Regions from separate parts of the Sus scrofa genome. Here region 1 is linked to region 2. The links are chromatin contacts, called in public Hi-C maps. All regions are on one chromosome and are shown on one strand. Each heading gives the region's core, a stretch centred on a gene start, on an enhancer-like site or on the middle of the called end of the contact. The rest is flanking DNA. Distances are from core to core; before and after follow the strand shown.

Evidence for each region. Hi-C and Micro-C count contacts between places; a contact is called where the count stands out from the background.
Region 1: a contact with region 2 is called in a Hi-C map of brain, with 4 times the contacts expected there. The contact joins two enhancer-like sites. A contact is called at or near these places in 7 of 47 Hi-C or Micro-C datasets (brain, embryonic fibroblasts, heart right ventricle and 3 more) and 1 of 2 datasets of contacts at active chromatin or transcription factors (skeletal muscle).

The regions. Positions count from the first base shown.
Region 1 is chr14:62,370,125-62,372,824 of Sscrofa11.1, forward strand. All of the region lies in intron 5 of LOC110256651 (a long non-coding RNA gene), which reads right to left. Among named protein-coding and RNA genes, the nearest start is that of PHYHIPL, 150 kb to the right of the region's middle. Within about 2 kb of position 1,372, at least 14 of the 83 cell types and tissues checked have an H3K27ac peak or open chromatin away from gene starts, as enhancers often do. A contact at or near this core is called in brain, where this site is marked.
Region 2 is chr14:62,301,239-62,304,141 of Sscrofa11.1, forward strand. The region is part of intron 5 of LOC110256651 (a long non-coding RNA gene); the gene reads right to left. Among named protein-coding and RNA genes, the nearest start is that of PHYHIPL, 220 kb to the right of the region's middle. Within about 2 kb of position 1,468, at least 9 of the 83 cell types and tissues checked have an H3K27ac peak or open chromatin away from gene starts, as enhancers often do. A contact at or near this core is called in brain, where this site is marked.

The DNA.
Region 1 (2,700 bases), core at 122-2,621, 69 kb after region 2:
CTTTTCCTCAAGAGATGCTATGTCTTCACTTTCTCATTCCAAAATCCATCTCATATGTCCTGCTCTTCTCCTAGAAAAGTTTTAGTTTACATTAAGTAAAATAAACGGTTGTTGAACTTTGAGATATCTCCTCTTCATAGGATGTTTACATTTTAATGGAGGCTGAAAGACTAGTCTCTAACTGTGGGAATTTCTAGCTTTAGTGTGCATGTGTAAGAAATGCAAAATTACACCACGAAGCTTGCAGCCTATGTATTAAAAACAGCCCTTTGAAATAACAATTCTTAAGTATATTTGGGAAAGAATAATCTGTAGCCTTATGTAAATCATAACACTAAATTCCAAATGGATCAAAGGTTTAAATATAAAAAAGCAACCAGAAGAATGTTAAAAGAAAGTATCCTTTAAGATAATCTGATGATAAGGAAAACCTTTCCAACATATCATAAAAAAGAAATTATGAAAAAATGGATAAATTTGATTCTGTGGGGAAAAGAGCAAAACATGAATGTAAAAAATATGAGTATAAATATGACTGAAAGACAATGGTTATCCAGGTGTGGAGCACTAGATTTTCTATGCATAGTTGTATCCTCCTGTAATTAGTACAGTCTTTGTGGAGAACACTGTGGCACTTTGTGCCAAAATGTAAAATGTTCATTCACTGAGTAATATCAGTTTGGAGCCATTAATATGATGATATATATTGACAGGATGTTTATGGCTTATTATTGAATGGAGAAATAAGTAGATTATAGATTGATTTTAAAGCAATTTCATTTGTGTGTAATTATTAAAATTATATATATATACATATATATATATACACATACACACACACACACACAATTAATTTACAGAGAGATGGAGATCTTCAAGGACTATTAGATTCTAGGGCATGAGAACAGAAACACTATTCTCTCTTGCACACACTTCTGAAAGTGCCAGTCACAGTCTCCCCATAGATGTTCCTTGTCAGTATTAACTTGACCCATGGGATTTGCTTTGCTGATCTAAAGTTGTCTTCTTCCTTCCTCTCTCCCCGCCCCTCCCCTAATAACCTCTTTGCAGTTTTTCCCTCAGTCACTGATTTCCATCTTTTAGGTATCCTAAGCACGTGATCCAGTTCTAGTTTCTACAACAGACAAAAAGAAAAATGTCTGCCTGCCAGGAGAGGAAACAGGATGCTAAAAAAGAGCCTGGCTGCCCCACATAAAGTGTTTCTGTCTGGATCTTCTCCCAGAATTCTTAGGAGAAGAGGCTGCCGCCAGTGGGGTATGCCTTTTCAGATGGGTTTTGGCAAGTCAGAGATAGTCTCACTTCCCTCTGTGCCGTGGGAACATTCAGGCCAGGTTACAGGAATGTGGTCTCTTTAGGGCTTGCCCTTGAGAAGCTGAGGCCGGTGCTCTGGTGTGTTATCTGCCCAGGGCTCGAGACAGCCAGGCTCCAGTGAGCTCAGTTAGGAAACTCAGCACTTGTTTGCAAAGGTCTTTCCAACCTGACCCCTAATGTTGACAGAGCCCACTTATTTCTTTCAAAATGAACAGCAGCCAAGTTTAGTTTCAGGGCACTTTTTCAAGCAACTGGTCTTTAGCCTAGGGAATGAATGCACTTTGACTTGATATCTTAATTTATATTTTCAATACTTATTTATGTATTGGTCAGTGTTTTTTGGAAACAAGAAACTTTCTTCTCCATCACCCTTAAACTGCATTTTAAATTTCAGTTTAATTTCTTAGCCCTGAGTCCCTCCCTGCTTGGTGTTTTGGAGTTACAACTGTACTTTTATTTGCTTCTTGTGCAGCTGGTAGTAGCTTAAAGAAATGACTGGGTGTATCCTCGCAATAACTGTTAATATTTTTGTTTGTTTCTAGAGTTCTCTTTCCAAGAATGTCATTTTTTTCCCATAGTTATTCTTTTGACATGGAACTTTTGGACAGGGGTTTATTAAGACATATGAGGGCTTTAGGTAAAGCCCCACTTTCCATGCATGGCTGGGACCTGTGGGCATTTCTGGCAGAGGAGGCTGAATGAGGATCTCATCACTGGTCAGTGAGACTCATTTTTGTCCCTGCCAAAAATGGATTCAAAGTAGTTCAAGAAATTAGAAGGACTGGGGGAGGGGCTTAGGGTGTGACACAGAGTAGAAAAAAAATCTCTGAAGATCCAAGTTTTAGGAAGGGGGAACCAGGGCAGCTTTAAAGACCTCTCAGTCTAGAAGGAGGGCATTAAAAGCTGTCATGTACTTTCTCTCAGTGGCTCATGTTTCTGCTTCTCTGTGTGTGCACAAAACTGTATATTCTCTTCTAGACAAAAATGATTTCATTTACCAGGTAGGGGAATGTCCTCTGGCAGCATAACCCTGTGTTCTGAGCTTTCTCAGAATGCCTCCTCCAAGCCTGCCTGTGTTACTATTCAGCAAGCCTCTGGCCAGTCACAGAGTTGGGGAGTGAGGTCCTGTGATTGGTACATTGGTTCATTGCTGGTCTCCACCTCCAGACCAATCACTGGGACCAAGGAGGCGGGGTCATGATGTCTGGTGAGAAGATGGCTGCTCTCATTCAGAGGGCTTGTTAAATCAGTTCCTTGGGAGTGGGGTAGGTGCTGGGTGGACTCAAAAAGTCCTCTGTAGTGCTCCTACAGAAGATCCTTCAGTGATTCCTCACTCTACAGAATGTTCCTCTGAGCACACTCATCTTC
Region 2 (2,903 bases), core at 218-2,717:
TTTTGTCTTTTGTCTTTTGTTGTTGTTGTTGCTATTTCTTGGGCTGCTCCCGCGGCATATGGAGGTTCCCAGGCTAGGGGTTGAATCGGAGCTGTAGCCACCGGCCTACGCCAGAGCCCCAGCAACGTGGGATCCGAGCCGCGTCTGCAACCTACACCACAGCTCACGGCAACGCCGGATTGTTAACCCACTGAGCAAGGGCAGGGACCGAACCCGCAACCTCATGGTTCCTAGTCAGATTCGTTAACCACTGCGCCACAACGGGAACTCCCAAATCACACCATTCTAATAGTGTATGGGGTGCATGAGGACCTATATACCTAAGCACATAGTTAAAGCACAGACAGTGCCTATTGAATGTTATTTAATAAAGCCTTAGGTTGATGTGATTGAATTGACTGATTATACATATGACTTGTTGTTTTAGTATTACATAGGTAATCCCACTCAAGGCTATGGTCATTTGAGGCTTCTTTCCTGTATGGAAACTATCTCTAAGCAACAAAGACTATTGATCCCTCTTCTATTTCCTTAGAAGATTTCATATCAAAACCTTCTTCTACTTTTCCTCTATGCCAGCGTTATTCAGCTGGGAGTGGGGGAGCAATTTTACCCCCTAGATACTTTTAGCAATGTCTAAATATATTTTCAGCAACATGACTAGGAGGTGCCAATGGTGTCCAATGGCACACTAAGATACACAAAGAAGAATCATATACAAGCCATTGTCAGTAGTGCTGAGGTTGTGTAATCCTGCTCTAAACACACGGTCTAAGTCATACTATAATACATGAAAGTGTAAAGAGGGGTGGTGATGAAGTGTGCCTGGACATAGCCCTTGAGTTACATGAGCAACTGCATCATTGGTAATGGTAGCAGAATCAAATTTTAGGAGCAAATGGACAATCTAAGTTACTGGGGGAAATGAGTGCACAAGAAAATGATCCAAAAGTTTGAGTTGTTGTTCCCTCTATAGGCTTTTTAAGGGAATTTTACCCTGCTACTTGTATTCTTTCTCCACTGTTTCCCTCTTGGGTGTATGTGAGGAGGAATGGTCCAGCGACCCCAGCAAAACATGTCTTTATCCTCTCCTTGCCTTGCAGACTTTTGCTTCCTTAATGTGGCTTGGCTTAACAGTCCTCACTTTGTGGGTTACAAAGTACCAACTCCATTCCTGAAGAGCTGCCATCCCCACTCTGCTTAGGGTCTCTGCTTTGGTCTCTGGGCCATCAGCTGCCTCTGAAACCAGTAAGCAAGTGAGGTCACACAAGCTGTGGTGGCAGACACTATACCAGGTTTTGCATTTGGCCTGGAATCCCATGTGGCATTCAATCCCCTTTCTTGTGGTTCCTTTGTGGGCCTTTCCCTAACAAATGCCTACTTGTTCTTCCTCAAAGCTCACAGGGTGTCAGAAGCTAAGACTGAGCCCTCGTATGCATTCCTGGTTCCCACTGGCATGACCTCAGGAATCCTGCAGCTGCAGCATGAATGGGGCCATTTGATGGTTTAGCTGAGGGCTTAAGTGGAGTTGGATGGCACAGAATCCTCCCATTTAACAGCACTGTCAAATCTTTAACAAGACTCAACTAATGCTCTTTGGAAAAATGACTTGCTTGTCTGAGTTCCCCACCTTGAAACTCTGCAAGAGAAAGCATCAGGGATCAGAGTTCTGGCTCTGCAGCACCAGCACTGGGCCTGGTACATGGTGACAGTAAACATTATTTAAACCAAATATTTTAAGCCAAAGTGCCAAGACAAAGTCTTAAACATTGGTTGGGACTCTAGTGGAGGGAAAAGAAGTCTTTTTCCTCTACCCATTTTAGTTTCTCTGGCTGGAGCCCTGTAAAATAGATTGCCAAAAGACAGATTAACAAGAGCAAAACAAACACAAGTTCACTGAAATGTGCATCATACGTACACATGGAATAACCAGAGTAACTCAAAGGAGTGGTTAGAACTTGGCTTATATATCATTTTAATAAAAGAACAATACATTTTAAGAGACAGGACAAGACAAAGGAACAGGACTTCGAGTTTCTAGCAGCAGCAAATTATGAGAAGGCAAATCTATGGGGAAGCTAATAGGAGAGAAGTGATAGTTTTAGTAAGGTTTGTCATGTGGATTCCTCTGGTGCTGTCTCTGGGCTGATAATGGTCTAGAGTTTTCCCTGATGGTTAACTTTTGTTGTTCTTGGTTGGGGCAGGGGGAACACTTTTATAAATATATGTCCTGCTTTTAAGCAAATAGAGAGAAGCAGGGAGATAGATCTTCTTATATCTGCTTCTTCTCAATTGCTTCCTCTCAAAATAATTCTCATGCCAAAGTGGCACATATTGGGTAATATATTCTGTTACCCTTCTGTGCTGTTTTTCTTTGTCCCCACCTCCATCCCTTTGCCCCCATTTCTAATTAATTAATTTATTTTTAAATGATTTTTATTTTTTCCATCATAACTAGTTTACAGTGTTCTGTCATTTTCTCCTGTACAGCAAGACGACCCAGAGACACATACAATATACATTCTTTTTCTCACATTATCATGCTCCATCATAAGTGACTAGATATAGTTCCCAGTGCGATTCAGCAGGAGCTCATTGCTTATCCATTCCAAAGGCAATAGTTTGCATCTATTAACCTCAAATTCCCAGTCCATTTCACTCCCTCCCCCTCCCCCTTGGCAACCGCAAGTCTCTTCTACAAGTCCATGATTTTCTTTTCTGTGGAAATGTTCATTTGTGTCATATATTAAATTCCAGATATAAGTGATATCATTTGTATTTGTCTTTCTCTTTCTGACCTGTTTTTTAATTTATTTTTTAAAATTTATTTGTATATATATATTTTATTTCCCCAATACATATTTTTTTTCTACTGTACAGCATGGTGATATATATACACAATG